4 separate regions of the Mus musculus genome follow, and all the other regions are linked to region 4. Evidence: chromatin contacts called from public HiCAR-type, Micro-C and promoter capture Hi-C data. All regions are on one chromosome and are shown on one strand. The core of a region is the stretch at or near the end of the contact, and the rest is flanking DNA. Distances in the headings are between cores, read along the strand shown. Region 1 holds the start of St6galnac1 (ST6 (alpha-N-acetyl-neuraminyl-2,3-beta-galactosyl-1,3)-N-acetylgalactosaminide alpha-2,6-sialyltransferase 1). Region 2 holds the start of Foxj1 (forkhead box J1). Region 3 holds the start of Sec14l1 (SEC14-like lipid binding 1). Region 4 holds the start of Usp36 (ubiquitin specific peptidase 36).

The links. Promoter capture Hi-C pulls out the DNA fragments that hold promoters and counts their contacts. Hi-C and Micro-C count contacts between places; a contact is called where the count stands out from the background. HiCAR-type assays count read pairs that join an accessible place to other places.
Region 1: a contact with region 4 is called in a promoter capture Hi-C map of embryonic stem cells, with 4 times the contacts expected there. The contact joins the promoter of St6galnac1 here to the promoter of Usp36 in region 4. A contact is called at or near these places in 3 of 39 promoter capture datasets (embryonic stem cells, liver and pre-B cells).
Region 2: a contact with region 4 is called in a Micro-C map of embryonic stem cells, with 6 times the contacts expected there. The contact joins the promoter of Foxj1 here to the promoter of Usp36 in region 4. A contact is called at or near these places in 1 of 39 promoter capture datasets (liver) and 1 of 484 Hi-C or Micro-C datasets (embryonic stem cells).
Region 3: a contact with region 4 is called in a HiCAR-type map of astrocytes, with 2.8 times the contacts expected there. The contact joins the promoter of Sec14l1 here to the promoter of Usp36 in region 4. A contact is called at or near these places in 1 of 39 promoter capture datasets (pre-B cells), 1 of 115 datasets of contacts at active chromatin or transcription factors (astrocytes) and 1 of 9 other capture datasets (liver).

Annotation. Positions count from the first base shown.
Region 1 is chr11:116,773,115-116,777,795 of GRCm38.p6, reverse strand. It overlaps St6galnac1 (ST6 (alpha-N-acetyl-neuraminyl-2,3-beta-galactosyl-1,3)-N-acetylgalactosaminide alpha-2,6-sialyltransferase 1), which reads left to right and starts at 2,289. Exons shown (of 9, transcript NM_011371.2): 1 at 2,289-2,509. The coding sequence starts at 2,394.
Region 2 is chr11:116,332,674-116,337,253 of GRCm38.p6, reverse strand. Foxj1 (forkhead box J1) reads left to right here and starts at 1,900. Exons shown (of 3, transcript NM_008240.3): 1 at 1,900-2,036; 2 at 2,546-3,212. The coding sequence starts at 2,715. Rnf157 (ring finger protein 157) reads left to right here. Exons shown (of 19, transcript NM_027258.1): 19 at 1-909.
Region 3 is chr11:117,113,771-117,118,126 of GRCm38.p6, reverse strand. Sec14l1 (SEC14-like lipid binding 1) reads right to left here and starts at 2,959. Exons shown (of 16, transcript NM_001166506.2): 1 at 2,776-2,959; 2 at 875-967. The coding sequence starts at 937.
Region 4 is chr11:118,288,970-118,293,686 of GRCm38.p6, reverse strand. Usp36 (ubiquitin specific peptidase 36) reads left to right here and starts at 3,443. Exons shown (of 21, transcript NM_001033528.1): 1 at 3,443-3,730.

The DNA.
Region 1 (4,681 bases), core at 1,040-3,539, 1.5 Mb after region 4:
GTTGACAGCAGGGATCTTAGTCTGCTGAGCCAGCGTTCCTGCCCCTGGTGCTTCCCCCTTCCACCTCCGCCCCCGGCCTCTGTTTTCTTTCACATGGCTTTTGAGGATTGAACTAATTAGGTCTTTACCCTTGCAAAACACTTCACCAACTGGGCATTGCCCAGCTCCAAGAGCAAGGAGTAGGCATGAGCCTATTCAGAGAGTGCTTCTAGAGTTGCACGGAAACAGACAGAAGCCAGAGAGATAGAGAGACAGACACAGAACAGAACACACACATGAACATATGCATACACACATGCACACACATGCACATACACACATGCACACACATATGCACATATACACACATGCACATATACACACATGCACATACACACATGCACATACTCACACAAGCACATACACACATATGCACACACACATGCACATACACACATGAATACACACACATGCACATACTCACACATGCACATACACACATGCACATACTCACACATGCACATATACACACGCACATGATTATACACACATGCACATACGCACATGCACATACACATGCTTAGACACACACGCACATACATGCACATACACATGCTTATACACACACATGCGCACACATGCATACACACACACCCTGGAAAGCTGGAGTTACAGTTCTACTATTCTGGTGCCAGGAGCTGCAGTAGACACTGTGAGATTTCAACCTATCCTTGCCCTGCAAGCCCAGCTTCTTAGGCATCTGCTCGCACTCTCTCATCCCTAGGAGGGTGGTTGAGGCACACACTGGTGCATGCTGTGGATGAAGGCCCAAGAGTTTTAGGGACAGAAACAAAAGCAGAGAGAAATGAGCAATGAGGCCAGGAATCCACCGTCAGAACCTCACCTTCCAAGTAACACCTTTAGCAGTGCGAGTGTTTTGTACTGTACAGCATCCAAGACCCTTTAACCAGTAATCCATACATACTTCTGTTCTCTGAAAATATGATTTTATTGTGTTACGCCATATTGTATTACACAAAAGTTATGTTTGTGTGTGTGTATGTTCATGTTTGTATATGTGTGCACATGGGTGTGTGCATGTGTATGTGCGTGTTTGTGTGTGTATGTGCATGTGTGTATGTGTATGGACATGTTTGTATGTGTGTGCAGAAGACCATCTCCAGTGTTGGGTCACATCTCCCACCTTGTCTAAAGCAGGGCCACTCTGGTTTATACCAGTCTAGCTGGCCTAATGAGGTTCTTGGAGTCTTCTTTCTCTATCTCCCATCTTGGCACAGAATCACCGGGTATGCAGACATGTGCTACCACAACTGGCTTGGCGTAGGTGCTGGGACTCCTGAACTCAGGTCCTCATGGCTGTGCAGGGAGTGTTTGACCCACTGAGGCCTTACCCTGGACCTTATGCTTCTTTTCTCTCTTCTTTAAATTCAGATAGAATGAATGATTTCTTGGACCATTCTGTGCAGAGGCTGAGAAAGCCATCTTGGGACCGATCAAACTGGATCTGCAGCAGTGGTGTGCTCTGCACTCTGGAGCCACCTGGTACACAAAGGCTGCTTTCTCCACTATGACAGTGGGGTGACAATTGGTTATAGATTCTTTGGGGACAGGTTCCATAAGCACCTTTAAATATGGCTATATATGTATAATGTATACACATTATATAGATATACACACACACACACATATGTGTATACACACACACTTTGTGTGTGTGTGTGTGTGTGTGTGTGTGTGTATCTGTGCATGGAGGGCAGCAGAGGGCAGCAGACCCCCCCGGAGCTGGAGTTACAGATGGTTGTGGGCTACCACGTGACTGCTGGGAACTGAATCTGAACCCTCTGCAATAGCAGCCTGTGTTCTCACCCATGGAGCCTTCTCCCCAGCCCTCCATAAGAACTTTTGTGTAAAGCCTTTAATGATCCCTGGATGACAGCAAGTCTCAGATGTGCTGCTTCCTGGTGACATTCCAGTCTCAACCCCAGAGAGGCTAACACCCGCGATGATGACTTTGTGGGGTTCCTCCCATGAACAGCCAAGTGTGCTGGAAACCTCTGCTTCTTCTACTTATGGATGAGGCTGGGAGAGGAAATGACCAGATAAAAGCGAGGCTGTTTATGACAGATACATGGTCTCATATAGCTTCCGGAATTTGGCTTCAGAGACAAAAAACAAAACAAAACAAAACTTGCTTGAGTAGGAGTTTCTCTTCCTTCCATCAAGTTAGCTTAAAGCATACTCCACCCCTCATTTTCACCTGTGCTTTCATGAAAGCTAAGAGTCACGCTAAAGGGCAGGGCTCCCTCGCTCTCACCTGAAGGAGCAGGCGATCTGACTGCTGCTTTAAGAAGCTTGCTCTCATCATACATGCTGTTAGGGACCAGCCATCCACCATGACGAGATATTGCAGAGGACTTTCCCAGAGGCAAGCTTTCCTGCTTCTGACTGTGTTGGCATTGCTCTTTATTCTGCTCTTCGTTGTTAAGGATCCAAGGGCAAAAGATTCCAGGTAAGAAGATGCCACTCCTGTGATTCCCAGGAGAAGCACCTGAGGCGAGGCCTGAGGGACTCAGAGCCACCTATAGGTTCCATGTGAGTAAGGTCAGGAGTCCTGTAAAGAGCCCTGGAAGGAGCTGGCGCTGTTGACCAAGGTGCCTGAGACACCAGGAGGCTTGTGCAGGTGGGGGGTGGGATGGGAAGCAGGCAGGAGTTGGGGACCCAAGGACAGAGTCTGCAGAGGGCACACACAGCACAAGGGAAGTCACCCCCATGGCTGGTGAGTAGTAGGGCAGCAGAAGTGCTGGCTCTTACACTCCACACCCCTAGACCCAAAGCACAGACCTAGCCTGTGGGTTTCCCATGTCTCAGAGGCCTCCTCACCCTGAAAAGGGAGTCGGAAAGGTCAAGATTGCCCACTGGTGGGGTTGAAGGGAAGCCTCGAACCTGTGCCCCACGGGACTCCTCCACAAGAACTTCTAGATTATGCAGCACATCTCCAGCAGGGACACCTTTCTTTTACAGTCTCAGTAAAAAAGGTTCCATTGTTTTTGGGTTTTTTTTACCGCTCTTGACATTTGAACACAATACATCCATTCTCTAACAAGATGAGAGGAAAGTTCAGAGAAGTTGGGTCTGATGGGGGCCAAGAGGGTGGAGCACTTGCCCAGCTTGAACAAAGTCAGATTCCTGGTATCAAACTAGGATGGTGGCTCATCCTAGCACGTGGGAGGCAGAGGCAGCAGGACCAGGAGCAGATTCAAGGTCAACTACATGGCAAGTTCAAGGCCAGCATGAGCTACAGGAGACCCAGTTTAAGATTAAAAAACAAAACAAAACAAAAACAAAGAAAGAAATGAAGCAGGAAGTGGGGTCTCCCTAACTCGTTACTCCTTAAGCCCTGGGTGTGCACAGACTCCACACTGCTGCTGTAGCTGAGCCTTCTGTGGTCTCTCTGTGCATGGGGCCCGGTTCTAGATCCCTCAGGTCCAGGTTCTCATTATGAGGAAGGCAGATGGCTAAGATGAGTCACTCAACAGTAAATACACTGCCCTGCCTGTCACACGGAGGGATTCAAACCCAGGCATCTCCATCCCATAGCCTGGGCTTGACGCCTGTAGGTGACATAGCTGAGGGTGACCTTGAACTTCCATTCCCCCTGTCTCTACCACCCAAGTGTGGCGATTATAAGTATTACCCACCACTTTGGCTTAGAAACATTTTCTTATCTAGAAAAGATTTCTGTGCCTTTCCTTAATGGTCATTAGATTATGAGTTGAGGGAAAGGTTGGTTCAACACTTTCCACAAATACGCAAACTGCTTCTATGCCTCCTGCTAATGTATCAGTCGTTTGGTTCACTAAGCTTCAAGAGTTCATTTAGAAGGTATTCGTTTCCGCTTGTGGTATTGTTACGGTTTGATCATCCAAAACAACCCAAGCAGGCACAAGAGCCCAGCAGAGCAAGATCTTTCTTTGAATTGGGCAGCAAAAACTGACCAGTCAGCAACAACAGCGCAGATTCGGGAGCTGACTGAGTAGTTGAAGGCTATTTTAGTAAGTATTTAGGCAGATGGCAAAAATGTATTGTATTCAGACCACTACTGATCAGTCAGGGCTGGGTATCAGGCACAGGCTGATCTGTGACCCTGAACCTGAATAGTACATAGGTTTTCAGCTCCAAAATTACAAACATCTGTGCCAAGTTATCCCACCAATCAGGATTTAGGGATGGGACTTCCATAGGAACATGTCTTTGTGCTTCACTTGTCCTGGTTCCTTGGTTGGGTTAGTGAATTCTGGTGGGGCAATCTGCCAAGAATTCGTGTCTCAACTTGCCAACCAGGATGTAAAGGACTCATTTCCATGACTCTTTCTGCCAACCAGGATGTCAGTTACCCAGGGAGGGCTTGCAACTAAAACTTCCTATGACCCCTATTCAAAATGGCAGTTGTTTTCACAACAGCTTCAGTTTGGTCGCTGCTTACAGGAATAAGATGTGTTTGTGTCTGTTGGGACTCTGAGACAAAGTCTCTCTGTATGTCCCTGGCTGTCCTGGAATTTGCTATGAAGACCAGGCTAGGTTCAGACTCATAGAGATCTGCCAACCTCTGCTAGGATTACAGGCCTGTATCCCTTTATTTTTGTATTCATGTTTTTATGTATTTATATCATTTGAGAAATCA
Region 2 (4,580 bases), core at 651-3,150, 2.0 Mb after region 4:
ATCCACACCTCCTCAAAAACCAGAACAGAAACAACAGGGAAGTTCCCTGAGCCTGGGACGGCTGCACGGCTGCACGTAGCCCTTCTCCCCTGGCAGGCAGTAGGTAAGCGGTGTTCACAGTGTGGTGTGACCTGGGAGGAGGGGAAGAAGCTGAGATGAAGGAGATTCGGGTAAACAGTAGCCACAGTGGCCAGGAACCCTCGAAAAAGCCATTATAATCAGCCCTTCCGTCTCCCTTCACAAGTGCTCAGCCTGAATTCCATAATCCAGGCACCCAGGTTAGCATACCCTTTGCTCTGCCTTGCTCATTCCGCCCCTCACTCTGCCCTTTTACTTCTTGGCAAGCAGAAATAGCCCATTCACAGGGTGGCCCACTGTCAGCTGCCACACAACCCAGTCCATTTGGGAACCATCCCTTTCTTGGGGCTCAAATGTACAGAGTCAGGCATGTTCTCCTGGTGCCGTTGGCTCCTCATCACACAGTATCTGCACCTTTCCATGCTTGGTACTGCCCAGATCTTGGCCTCCTCAAAGAGCCTTTTTGCTTTACCTAATTTCATCCCACCAGAGTGTCTATCCCCTGTGACATCTGCCAGGCACAGACTCAAACCCTAAGCCATCCATCCCACTGGGGAACTAGTCCTGTCCATCTGGTGTTGGCGTGCTGGCTGCACACTTTGTTTTAGGGCCTGAACACCTGTGTGTATGTGTGTGTGTATGTGTGTGTGTGCGTGCGTGTGCTCTGTATGTGCCATCTGTGTACCCCTCACATTCATGGAGTACACTTATAGGCACATTACAGTGGGGACATCAAGATGCAATATTTATGGATTGCTGCATGATTCTTAAAAGTGAATAAAACTGTTTACAGGGGCAAGGGAGCCATTAATTACAACGTGAATTCGTTTGTGAACGTATTCGTTTCAGTCAGTGGCTCAGGCTCTTTTTAGTATTTCTGCAGACCTGGGTACAAGGCCAGCTCCATTCCTGACTGCCCTACCTGCTTCTGCATCTGCCTTAAACCCGATCACTTCCAATCCTGCAGCTCGTCAATTATTAAAGAACCCCAAAGCTGATGGCAATAGGGAAAGCTAGGGCCCAGAATCCCTTATGCTTAGTAGTTCCCATCACTTAACCAGTTCCTGGCTAAATCAGTAGAACAAATGACCTCTTTGAGAATCTTGCAGGCCCAGGGCTTTTCTGTTTTTTGCCGGCTGGCTCTGCTTCCTAGACTGTCTGAAAGGGCAGCACCTCCGCAGATGCCCCTGGAATGCCAGCTTCCGGGAACTTGAGCAGGGTGAGTGGGCGAGCTGCTTACCGGGAGACGCTGGGTTACCCTACCCGCCTCGGTGTGTCTGCGAGCTGTGTGGCCGTTTCTGCGGATTATAAGCGACAGGTGGCATCAGAGAGTCAAACTTGCCTGTGGGCACCAGAGAAGACACTCGGGGACCAGGGAAAGGCCCCAGAAACCAGACAAAGGCCACTGGCAGCCCGGTGAGGGCAAAGACTTCAAGGGCACGGTTCCCCGAGACTTGGTCTGCAGAATCCGGGGCTGGGTCCCCTCAGCGGTCAAACCCGACGCGTTGGGGGAGGGGTTCCCGGGGCCTCGAGCGGGAGCCGAGCACCCGCCGTGAGACCCAGCGCGGGGCCCTCGGGCGGGAATGCACAGAGTCGGATCTCGGTGGCGGGTAGGGGGCTGGGTGGCGCGGGAGAGGGCGGCAGAACCAGAGAGTTCCAGAGAGTTGCCGCCAGAGGAGCTGCAAGGGCCCGCGGTCTCCTTGGAGACGTACTGGCCAATGACAGCAGCGGAAGCTGTTTATGGGGGCGGGGCGTCGCCATGGCAGCAGAAGAAGCCTTCCGAGCGTCTACTTAATGCCGGTCCCCGGGCCGTCGGCGCTCAGAGAAGCGCCGTCGGGCGAGGGGGGGGGGCGCGAAGAGGGGCGCCAGCACAGCCCTCGAGCTGGGGACAGAGAACCGCGGGAGGTGGGAGGAACTTCTTCCAGAACCTTCCTCTGGCTGGCTGCGCTCTGAGCCAGGTAAGGGACTGGGAGGGCTGTGGACCACGGGATGGGAGGGCGTCGGGACCTGCTGGCTATCCAGTCCATCGGTCGCCCACAGAAGTAGTGGGGCCACGAAAATGAAATCTGAGGAGTTCGGGAGATCGCTTCCTGCTCCTCCATAACTCGGTCCTGTGACCTTCCTTTCCCGAGACCCTTCATCCTAACACCTCTTTTCAAGGATCAGATGACCTACTTTGCCCCAGCCGCGTCGTACTGACCCCCCTGGACTATTGGGATGTGATCTTAGTTTCCCACTCTTTGGGGAAAAGAGTTAGTTTGGGCCTTCCTACCCTCTTCCCTCATTGTGGCCAACAAACCCTTCAAGGGCAGATGGAGAGAGGTGGAGACGCAGGATCAGACCAGGGTCCTGTGTTTCCCTGACCTCGCCACAGGCTGCGGGGATGAATGTGAGGGGCTCCCCCCCTAAGGCGCCTCTTTCCTCTCGGGGTAGGGGAAGAGTGTTCAGTTCCGTGGTGCTCCCGCAGGCCTCACATTCGTGTTCGGAGGAGGCGACCCCCTGGGTCGCAGAATGGAAGTGAGTGTTCTGGAGACTGTGTAACTGGAGTCTGGGTTACCAGCGGGCCAGAGAGCGCGGCGGGCCACTCCGGCTCAGCCTGTGGATGTTGACCGCCCCTTCGGAGAGTCCCCGCAGACATGGCGGAGAGCTGGCTGCGCCTCTGCGGAGCGGGTCCCGGAGAGGAAGCCGGGCCGGAGGGCGGCATGGAGGAGCCGGACGCCCTGGATGACAGCCTGACCAGCCTGCAATGGCTGCAGGAATTCTCCATTCTCAACGCCAAGGCTCCCACTCTTCCCCCAGGAGGCACAGACCCCCACGGCTACCACCAAGTGCCGGGCTTGGTGGCGCCCGGGTCACCGCTGGCGGCAGACCCTGCCTGCCTTGGGCAGCCGCACACACCCGGCAAGCCCACATCGTCGTGCACATCTCGAAGCGCGCCCCCGGGGCTGCAGGCCCCGCCCCCTGACGACGTGGACTATGCCACCAACCCACACGTGAAGCCACCCTACTCCTATGCCACTCTCATCTGCATGGCCATGCAAGCCAGCAAGGCCACCAAGATCACTCTGTCGGCCATCTACAAGTGGATCACGGACAACTTCTGCTACTTCCGCCATGCAGACCCCACCTGGCAGGTAGGGGGAGGAGAGGTGCGGGTGGTGGCCACTCCCTCCTCACGACCTCCTTCTGGCACTTAGCCAGGCTCGCATACCAGATCTGCAAGGCCAAGGAGACACCTGGCTGTGAGGTCAGGCCTCATGAGAGGCCTGACCACTCTGCCAGGTTCTGAAACTGCTCCCTTGTCTGGAGCCAAGGCCCTGGAGGTACAGACGAAGTTGTAGAAGAGGGACCAATAGGGCCCGGTGTAGCCTCATGTGGGATGTAACACTAAGGCACATTCTTGTCCCGTGTCCGAAAATTCCTAGACAATGATCTGCCCGAGGAATTAGTCAGAACTGGACTCTGAAATGGAACCTAGGTGACCTCCCTGCCAACTTCTGCACCCTGCGTCTAGAGAGTAGGGCAGAGATGAGCCCCTCTGGGTACAAAGATCAGTTGTCCAGGTGGAGGGGTCAGGAAGTCATCCTGAAGCCACTGACCAGCCTCCCACCTCAGCTCCTCCCCAGTTTCCTGCCCCCACCCCCACCCTCTCAGCCAGCCTCCCTAGGGGGGCAATTACCTGAGCCAGGTGCTTTCCACAGGGGCACTTCTGCTGCAGTGGCTTCGGGTTCTAAATCTCCAGAACCTGGCACAGAGCAGCCAATGGGCCAGGCTGCCGTGTAAACATCTCAGCCCTGCTGGCCAAAGGGTGCCCACTCACTGCCCACCTGCCTTGCTAGCATAGCCTGGGCCCCTGGACACCAGTGTGGTGTGAGCAGAACTAAGCTGCTGCGTGTGGAGAGGGCAAGATAAGGCTCAGTAGACAGAGACAGCACTGTGAACATCCTCCAGTATCAAGATCCATGTTCTAGAGACGAGGCCTGAGGTTGCCCACTCTTCCCTAAGGCAGCCAAGGAGCAAGAGGGCACGATCATAGTCCTAACCCATTCCAAATGGCTCTAACCCTGGGTCAAAAGATTCCCCAATCTTCTCCTTATTCAATGCCTTTGCCAACTCAGGTCCCAGAAAAGAGCCTTATGCGCTTGGCTGGGTAATAATCAACTGAGGTGGTTTGGGTGGGAAGAGGAGATTGTAGGGGGTGAAGGTCTAGGCCAGCAGCTGGCTCAACAAACAAGGAGTCACTAAATCTCCCAACACACACACACACACACACACAAACACACAGTCCTTGGTCACCCAGCCCCCTCCCTTAACCCACCCACTTCACAAACAGAGGGAGATGGCAGTCCAGGCCGTGGGGGAGCTGAGGGCTTTGGCCAGGACCTGCAAGCAACAGGGTAAGGGAGGGAGGGAGGATGACAGAGGGTGGCACTGAGAGCCACCCTGTGGCTCAGAGCTCGGATGACTGAGCAGGCAGATATCCCAGCAACAGAGAACAAAAG
Region 3 (4,356 bases), core at 1,710-4,209, 1.2 Mb after region 4:
CTGGAAGCCTGAGGCAGGAAGATCCTGAGTTCAAGGCCAGCCTGGGATCCTCATTCTGGCAGGCATGGACCCAGGACCCCAGACGCAGCAGAGCTCATCTCCCTACTGGACTATACATGTTCTGAGCTTGGTGCCGGTGGCACCGGTGTATCCTGGGTGAGACTCTTAAGACAGATGCATTCTTCCTGTGTCACACATTTCCACACGGGCCTAACGCCATCACAGTGACACACGGGACGCTGAGCAGGAGGTCACAAGTCACTAGAATAGCACTTGGCTTGTAAAATGATTGTAAAATCCAGTAAAATGATTGTTAGTCCAATTCAGGTAGATAAAAAAAAATAAACACTTCAGCTACACTCTTTGTGGAATTCTGGTTTGAATCATGGATTTGCTATTTGCTGGGAAAACTTACTAAACAGAACTACTTCCTAACACGCAGGGGAAACCCCATCCCACCGTGCTCAGTCCTGAGACCAACTAAGATGAATTCCCTCAGGAACAGTGCTCTCTCCCAAGGAAGGAGCAGCATGGGGGCAGCGCTCCCCGTCCTCCCTGTCCCGCAGCTACGTGAACAAAGAAAGCCAGCAAAAGCCCTAGGAAATGCTTGGCCAGGATCCCACGTCTGCGTTCTCCGTGGGTGAATGATGCAAGCTCGCATGTCACCCCGGATACATTGCAAAAACACAAACGTACAGATTTGCAGTTTCAGAGGCGTTTTGTTTAAAACTGCCAGCCAGACTCTGGCCGCAGGTCACAGTCACGTAGCGGAGCTGAGCTCGTAAAGGCAATGATAACAAGGAGCGGAGTTTGCAGATCATCCAAGTTTAATCTTAAAAAGAAGCCAGAGGAAACTGAAATGTGAAGTACTTACAGCCATAATTAACTCAAAGGGATGTTTATACACCCGCACTGGGGACTGGTATTTTTGCACCATGGTTGTAATTCAATAGCAGTCTTCTTACTCCTGAAAAACATAAATACGTGTAATAAATAACCACATTACAGGAAAGAAAAGTGAGTCTGGATTCTCGTACCGCCACATCCTAGAGACCACCACAGGTCATATTTCCAAACATACACGAAAACGAAAGAGGATTCGCTGAAACGGTCTGACGGGGAAGCATCAGGGTGTTAGTAACAAGCAAAGATGGCCCACATGGAAGGAGGGGCCACCTGGGAGGCCCTCTGCCCCCTGTATGGGCAGAGTCTCTGGCTTAGGTCAGGAGATCTAGTCTTCAGCAGCCATGAAGTCCCAGGATTCAGTGGTGTTCTCTTGAACAATGTCTACAAGAAGCCAACTAAAAATGTAACATGTTATGGCAACCGTTCTGGGGATGACACAAAAAGCTGGAGCAAGCGACCCTTACTGTCTTCTTAAATAATGGGATACTCCTTAAGTGCTGGCTTCAAAGGGAACTTTGTTGTTTCCTGTTTTCTAATTGCTCGCTCCGATTTCAGAGACTGTCTACAAACAGCAGGGAGGCTGCCCAGCTCCAGCTAAGGGGTTCCAAAACCCTCCAGCCTCCTGAAGCCGAGAACCCGAGAACCGCAAGGCAATCAATTACATGCTCAAGTCTGAGGTCAAGGAACCTTGCTTTGCATACAGAATCACTCGGGTGCTGGCAAGGGCGGCTTTCTGGGCAAACACCCTTGTGTGTTCAGAGTCATCTAGAACCTTTTGCTCACCTACTTAAAGGAGGAGAAAAACAAACAGAAATATAAAAAGGAAAGAAAGTCCAGTGAGCCCAGTAGTCCCACTGGGGCTCAATCAATAAGGATGTTATTTTACCTAGATACAGTCAAAAGACATTCAAAAGTTCAAAACCCAGTATCTCGGTATCCCAAATTACAGGTGTTTAAAAAAGCAAACAAAAAACCCCTACGCTGATAGACTTCAGAGGATTGCTATCTAGAGCTGCACTTCTACAATGTTTACATTGCTTTAAACAGGTCTGGAACTTTCTCTGGTATGTTTGCTTGGCATAGCACTCGGAAGGAGCAGGTTACGTTGGAAAACCACCTTCCAACAGTTGGAAAACTACAATGGCTAATAACTCTGGGTGACCTCAAGCATGCCGTTCGCCTTTCCTGATTCCATCTGTGTGAGACGATCTTACACTCCCAGCTCTCAAACCAGACTCCTCGGTTCTCCAAACTCAAGCCTTCATTAATCTCGATTCAGGCGCTGACGCGTCCTGGAGCGCAGAGACCGCGTTCCATTCACTCTCGTAAACCTTACAACGCCGGTGCGCGGAGGGGAGACTAAGAATCGTTTATATTTTTTTAATTGAGAAAATTAGTTTTCGGGTATCTCTCAAATAAAAGGAGGATGATTACCGGGTGCTGACGGGTAGGAGAGAAGATGCAAGCACTGCGTGATGCCTTTATTAAGAAACTCTTAACCAAGTGACTACACTGAAGGACCAGCTTGCTCGCCAGCTCCCTGAACTTGGGCCAGATCTTGGCTTGGGGAGGTCTGGTCCAGATCCACGCCCTGCGCGGGCATCCGGAGTGACCACCGCCAAATGGCACAGGAGGCCGGGGCTGCCTCTGTTGCATGATAATTGGTATTTGAAAATCAGCCCAGGGTCGGCCCCGGGGGAGCGCCTCCCTGCAGGCCGGGGCTGGACGGAGGGGGCGGCGGCGGCGGAGGGACCCGGCTGGCTCCGCAGTCTCCGAGATGGCGAGCGCCCCGGGCCGTCGCAGCAGAGGGACCCTGCCAGGGACTGACACCCGGGCGCGCTCCTACCCTCCACGACGACGCGAGCTTACCTCTTGTCAGAAGGACCGGGTCGGGGACGCGGCGCGGTGGCGGGATGCGTTCATGCCGGCGGCTCCCCGAAGAGAGAGCCGTGCCACAGGCTCGGCTGCCGCCGCTCGACCGCCGGTTCCGGGGACAGGGGCCGGGGCGGGAGGGCCGAGGGGCGCGGCGAGGGCTCGAGTGGTTGTTACGGGTGACGGGGAGGGAGGGGCCAGCCCGGAAGAGGCGCGCGTGCGCACACCAGGCCGAGGGGGCGGGGGAAGGAGCAGGAGGCGGTTGCTAGGGAGGGGGAGGGGCGGCCGCCGGGCTGGCTAAGGGCCGTACTGCGCCGGCGCGAGTTACAGATCTGCGCGTGCGTAGGAGGGGCTCAGGACTTGGTCTGCCAGGACTCGGAGCGAGCCCCAGAGGCTCCTTCTCTTGGCGTCAGTGGGAAGGGGGAAGGGCCGTGGCGGCGGGCGAGGCTTCGCAGTTAGCAGCCACAGACCCCAGAAAAGATTCAAATGCGCACTCCAGCCGGAGCGGGAACTGGGACCTCTACGGAATGTCAGCTAAGCCGGCCCTCCAGCTTGAATGCTGCGCGCTTGCGCCGTCTGTGCTTCCTCGTGGGCTTCCTCTTTTTTTTCCTGCACTGCTATAGTGTCTGATTGCATTCTGGCCTAGTAATGGTGATGGAGCGAACAGGGTGGGGAGGAGATGGGTGTAACCCAAGCACCCTTGTCAACACGTCCAGATGGTTGGGGAATGTCTGGCTGTGGGATGGCTCTAAGGGGAGGGACCTCAAGTGGGGTGCTAGGTGTGCCTTGCGTTTCAGCGTCTCCAACTTTAAAATTTAAGAGCCACACACGGAGACATTTAGGGGTCCTGAAGACGGGCGGGTGACAATAAGCGGACACCTGGCGCATCCACCCACACAGAAAAGCTAGTTTTAGAAGCAACACACAATTTCTCCATCAGTGTCACTGTTGTTCCGTTCACATTAGTCACCCCGGATGGCTGTACTTGCACACAAGAGTTTGGGAATTTCCTTCAGGACCTGTTTACCCACCACACAAACATATCATTCATTGCTCGATCACACTTTATTTCCAACTCAAACCGTCATTTTCCAGCACTGCTACCCGCGCTACTCAGGCTGCTGATGACTTATGTCCACGTGTAGGGATCACATTCACCTTTAAAAGATGCTGTGGGAGCTGGGCAGTGGTGCCTTTAATCCCAGCACTTGGGAGGCTGAGGCAGGCAGATTTCTGAGTTCGAGGCCAGGCTGGTCTACAGAGTGAGTTCCAGGACAGCCAGGGGCTACGCGGAGAAACCCTGTATCAGAAAGAAAGGGAGAGAGAGAGAGAGAGAGAGAGAGAGAGAGAGAGAGAGAGAGAGAAAGGAAGAAAGAAAGAAAGAAAGAAAGAAAGAAAGAAAGAAAGACAAACATGAGCTCCTGGTAGGAGTGAATGGCAGCACCCATTGAGATGATCTTATCCAGAACACACCATTCTGACAAACCTATAGATGAACCACAAATGTACAGGAAATAGAGACTGGAAGATGGGGCCAATTCACAGCCTGGAAAGCACAGACCTCGGGGGTACAAAACA
Region 4 (4,717 bases), core at 2,194-4,693:
ACAGGATATTCCAAACGAATGGCAGGGAAGTAAGGAATCCAGGGAGACTTCTACAAGTGGGCAGTGCCTGAGCCAAGGGTTGAGAGGCAGGTGGGAAAGGGAATTCCTTGCCAAAGACCTGCTTGATCCTAGAGCAGGGGTGTCTGTTTGGGGCAGAGATGGAGAGTTTGGATTTGGCTGTGAGGAGTCCAGAATTTAGTGTCTTGAGGCTGAAGTCAACTTGCAAAGCAGGAGGCAGCTGAGAGGCTCTCTCAGCTTCTCGGTCAGCAACGGAGGCAGGGAGCAGTTTCAGTCAGGGGGGCCATGCAGTCAAGGGTAAGCTATAAACGTTAACATGGATTGGGTCTCATGTAGACCAGGCTAGTGTTGGATTCACTATGTAGCTGAGGGTGAGCCTGAGCTCCTGATTCTCCTGCCTCGACCTGAAGACATCTGCTACCGCCACCCCGTGCTTAAATATGGGGTTCTGTTTGGCACCTGAGCAATGTGTTTGGCAGTTCTACTAATATTGGTGAACTTGGTGAGGAACTTTTCTGTCTTTATTTTTATTTCATGTGTATGGGTACTTTGCCTGCATGTATGTCTGTGTACCAGTATTGCACGGCTGATGTTGCAGAGACCAGAAGGATGCCCTGGAAATGGAGTTACAGTTCTTAGCTGCCATCTAATGGTGCTTGGAATTGAACCCAGGTCTTCTGCAAGAGCCATCTCTCCAGTCCCAGGCAAGGAGGGATCCTTAAGCAACTGTCCTTGCCCCTCCCCCCAATACTCGATTACTGTTGGTGGTGGCAGGTGGGCCATCTGTTTTAATTTATTTTAATCCTGATTGACAGTGAAGTGGCTCCCATTTGTATCCTTGGCTGTCTGCGCACACCATTCTTCAAGGACGACGAGATGAGAGTTGGTGACTGGAGGTCTTGCCTGCCTCTTTACAAGTGTATACTACACATGCAGAAGAAACTGCAAGTAACCAAATTGATGTTATAGAGGATTTACTGATAGATTCGCTCCGGATGCATTGTGTAGAATCTAGCCTGTGCTGCCTCCAAAACATTCCAAAGATAAGTAGTGTGTAACCTGGCTTACTAAGAAATAAGCAAAACCAACTAAGCCAGGATGTAAACGTTTACCTGGATTGATCTGTCATCAGACCCACCCCCAAAGAACATGCTTTTATCAGGAAGCTCAAGGGGGCAGTGCAGGGTCACAGCTGCCACTAAGACATGGTCTAGCATTAAGTTCCCTGGGTTATTAGGAAAAGCACAATTCTGCCAGGTGGGCAAGATGAAGCTGGTAACAACTATTTGAAAGACAACAGTGATGTACTTAATAAATAATCCTAGCCAAGTACTAGTGGTGCACACCGTTAATCCTCGCACTGGGGAGGCTAAGGCAGGTGGATCTCTGAGTTCCGGGCCAGCCTGGGCTACAGAATGAGTACCAGGACAGCCAAGGCTACATATGAAAACCCAGTCTCAAGAAAACTAAAACAAAAGGAAGGAAGGGAGGGAGGGAGGAAGGAAAGAAAGAAGAAAAGAAAGAAAGAATCCTTACAATATCTTTGCTGAATGAATCTGCCATCTGCCCAAATGGTCAGAGTTAAGTTTTCCATCTCTATTTAAATTATTCAATATGTAATCTGGGATCTGGACCTAAAAGAGATTTACAAGTGTCAAGTATGCACAATGCACAAGCCTACCTTGTCTATGAGTTAATAAGACCTTCTTCTGTTTGAGGCTGGCTCTTCCCTGGGCATTGGCCACATCCAGTTGCATGTAAAAGTATGTTCTTTACAGATCTCGAAGTGTGCAGAGTGATTTCTCACTGAGAAGGGATTACATTTCTATAACACCACTGCACTAGGGGGTTGGGGGGCATCTGGGGATTGCATTTATTTATTTATTTATTTATTTATTTATTTTGAGACAGGGCTTCTCTGTGTATCCTTGGCTCTCTGGAACTCACTCTGTAGACCAGGCTGGCCTTGAATTTAGAGATCTGCCTGCCTCTGCCTCCTGAGTGGGATTAAAGGTGTGTGCCACTATCGCCCAGCCTGGGGACTAAATTTATTACCTGCCAACTGAGCTACTGACTCTGAATTTTATTTTATTTTTTTGTCCCCACAGATCAAGCCTCCAAGTAAGAGAAATTTGCAAAGTAACAGGCTAATTAGAACAACATCTGGATTAAAAACCTAGGTCTTATGCCAGGTGCCAGCTCCCACACAGGAAGCGTGCTAAAACAGTGAATTTCCCAGGAACTGTATCAGGCTCGGGACAGCAAAAGCAGTAATTCATTGTAGCCAGCCTAGAACAGTGGGTTTATAGAGCCAGCTCCAGCCAGACACAAAGAGTGGTCAGAGAACAAAGAAGTCGGTCTAAATAAAGAGGGAGGATTCTGGGACTGGAACTCAATAGTTAATAGCCCCTACTTCTCTTACAGAGTACCAGAGTTTGGTTCCCAGCCCTCACACTGGGAGCTCACAACTTAGAGCTGCCTGTAATTCCAGTTCTAAGAGAGGATGAGACACCAGTGGCCTCCACAGGCACCTACACTCAGATATTCTTCCCCTATACGTATGTAATTCAAAATCTTTTTAAAACTAAGAGAACTTTTTTTTTCTAATTTAGGTCATATGTGTCTGCCACATGTAGAGTTACATGAGATTTTGAACCACCACTGTATGGGTGCTGGGAAGTCCTTGGAAAGAACGACAAGCCATCTTAACCTCTGAGCCATCTTTCTAGCTCTAAAAGGGACATTGGTATAGGCTAACAGGATTTGGTCTTTGCCATTACTACCCCATCAGCCCCCACTCCCACCCCCTTTTTTAAAGACAAGGTTCTGCTACGTGGTCCAGAAGACATTCTCCAATGATCCTCCAGCCTTGGCCACTTAAGTTAAGCGGTGGAGTGGCTATAGCCAGCATCTCAAGGATCCCAGAGATGACGTTTAAGTTCTGATCATCCCCCACCCCCTCCACTCCTCAGAGTTGCAGAAACTGCTTTCTTGTGCCACAGCGCCTGTTTCATGCAGTGATGGATGGAACCCAGGGCCTCATTCCATGCCCGGCTTGCTAGGGTTTTTTTTGTTTTTTTGTTTTTTTTCAAAAGGACGCCTGCAGGTAAGAACTAACGAACGGTGAATCTTCAAAGCCTCGGTGGCTTGCACTGAACGTGAGCCCTGAGCTCCTCGCCGCAGCACACTGGGCCTGCGCACTGGCAATGTCAGGCACGCAAGCGGAAGTGACGCCACTCGCGTACACCGCGGGAACCACGCCAAGCCGCAGCAGGGTCTCTGGACTCCGGGACGCTTCCGGAGCTTTTAGCTCTACGCGCTTGCGTCATCGCGTAGACTGGCAGGCCTGCGGGGCGGAGGGGTGACGTGTGCGTCGCGAATAGCAGAGAAGGGAGGGTCCAGGGAGACAAGTCGCCGTTAGCTCCGCCTCTTAAGGCGAACGTGCCCTTCACGCGGACTCAGGGAGCACATTGCAGTGCGGCTCCTTTAAACGTCGTGGTGACACGTGTGTGAGGCTCTGGAGGCCCGGATGGTGCGCATGCTGGCCCGGCCCGGATCGGACGCTGGTGCTGCGCGGGCCTTCCGCGGGTTCCCGAGAGGCCTAGGAGGTCGAGGTCGGGCGCGGCGGAGCGCAGGAGCTTCCGCGGGGCTTGGGACGAGGAGGGTGCGCGTTCTACCCGCGGGTTTTGGGGACTCCAGCGAAGGCTGACAGGTGCGTGCGTGGCCGGCGAGGGCACCGGGGAACGCAGAAAGAACATCGGACGCAAGGGACAGGGATCGCCGGGAAGGACAGGGCGTGAGAGGGGCGTAGGGCAACACTGGAGAAGGTTGGGGTGCGAGGGACTTGGAGGAACAAGGGATGCCAGGGACTCCGAGGAAGGGACAGGTGATGTGAGGGGTGCCTGTAAACCCTAGCGTAGCCAGGGAATTGCATCAGTCTTCATCCCAGGGAGCTTCTGGAACGTGAGGTCGCTGGGATCGCGGTTGTTCTCTCAGAGCGGGTTTTCCTTTGAAGGTTCCCGGAGCTGGAAATCTTAGGGTGGAGGTATAGCTGTAGTCCATTTTATAGACTAGGGCAGGGTCAGATCCTTAACACGGATCCACACCGAAATGTAATAGCAGGATAGCATTCTAACCAAAATGCCCATTGCTTATGGTGTGTGATTGTGTGTGCGCGCGCGAGCCTGCCTGCGTCTGTGGCGTGACCCTTGGTGATGGAGATGGTGGAATAGCATCCTAAGACAGGGAGGCACCTTGGATGCCTGAGGATGCCAAAGAGCATGTAGTTCAACTGTTCCCTGACTTGGAATGCTCTGCGGTGGGATGCCTTGGAGGCCCCAGCTCTGTCTTCGCCAGCATGTAAGTGACCCTGAGAATCTGACTTGAGTATTTCTTGGAAAACAGCTTAAAGAGCTGAAGGAAATGCTTTGTTTAAATGACATCTGTCAGAAGGGAGGAGCCAGGCTTGAGTTCCGAATTAGATATGTAAATTGGGCGTGCAGAGTATCCTAGTCCTTGAGAGACCTGGGTCGAGGAAGCATCCCGGTTGGCCTGAGAGTCACACGTGCTGCGTGTGCATGTTAGAGGGTTTGCTGGGAACTACACGAACATTTTTCTCGCTCCTACATCACATAGCCGTATCTTCCAGGTAGAATGATAGACACTTTTTTCCTGCTATAGCTTCAAAAATGATCTTGGC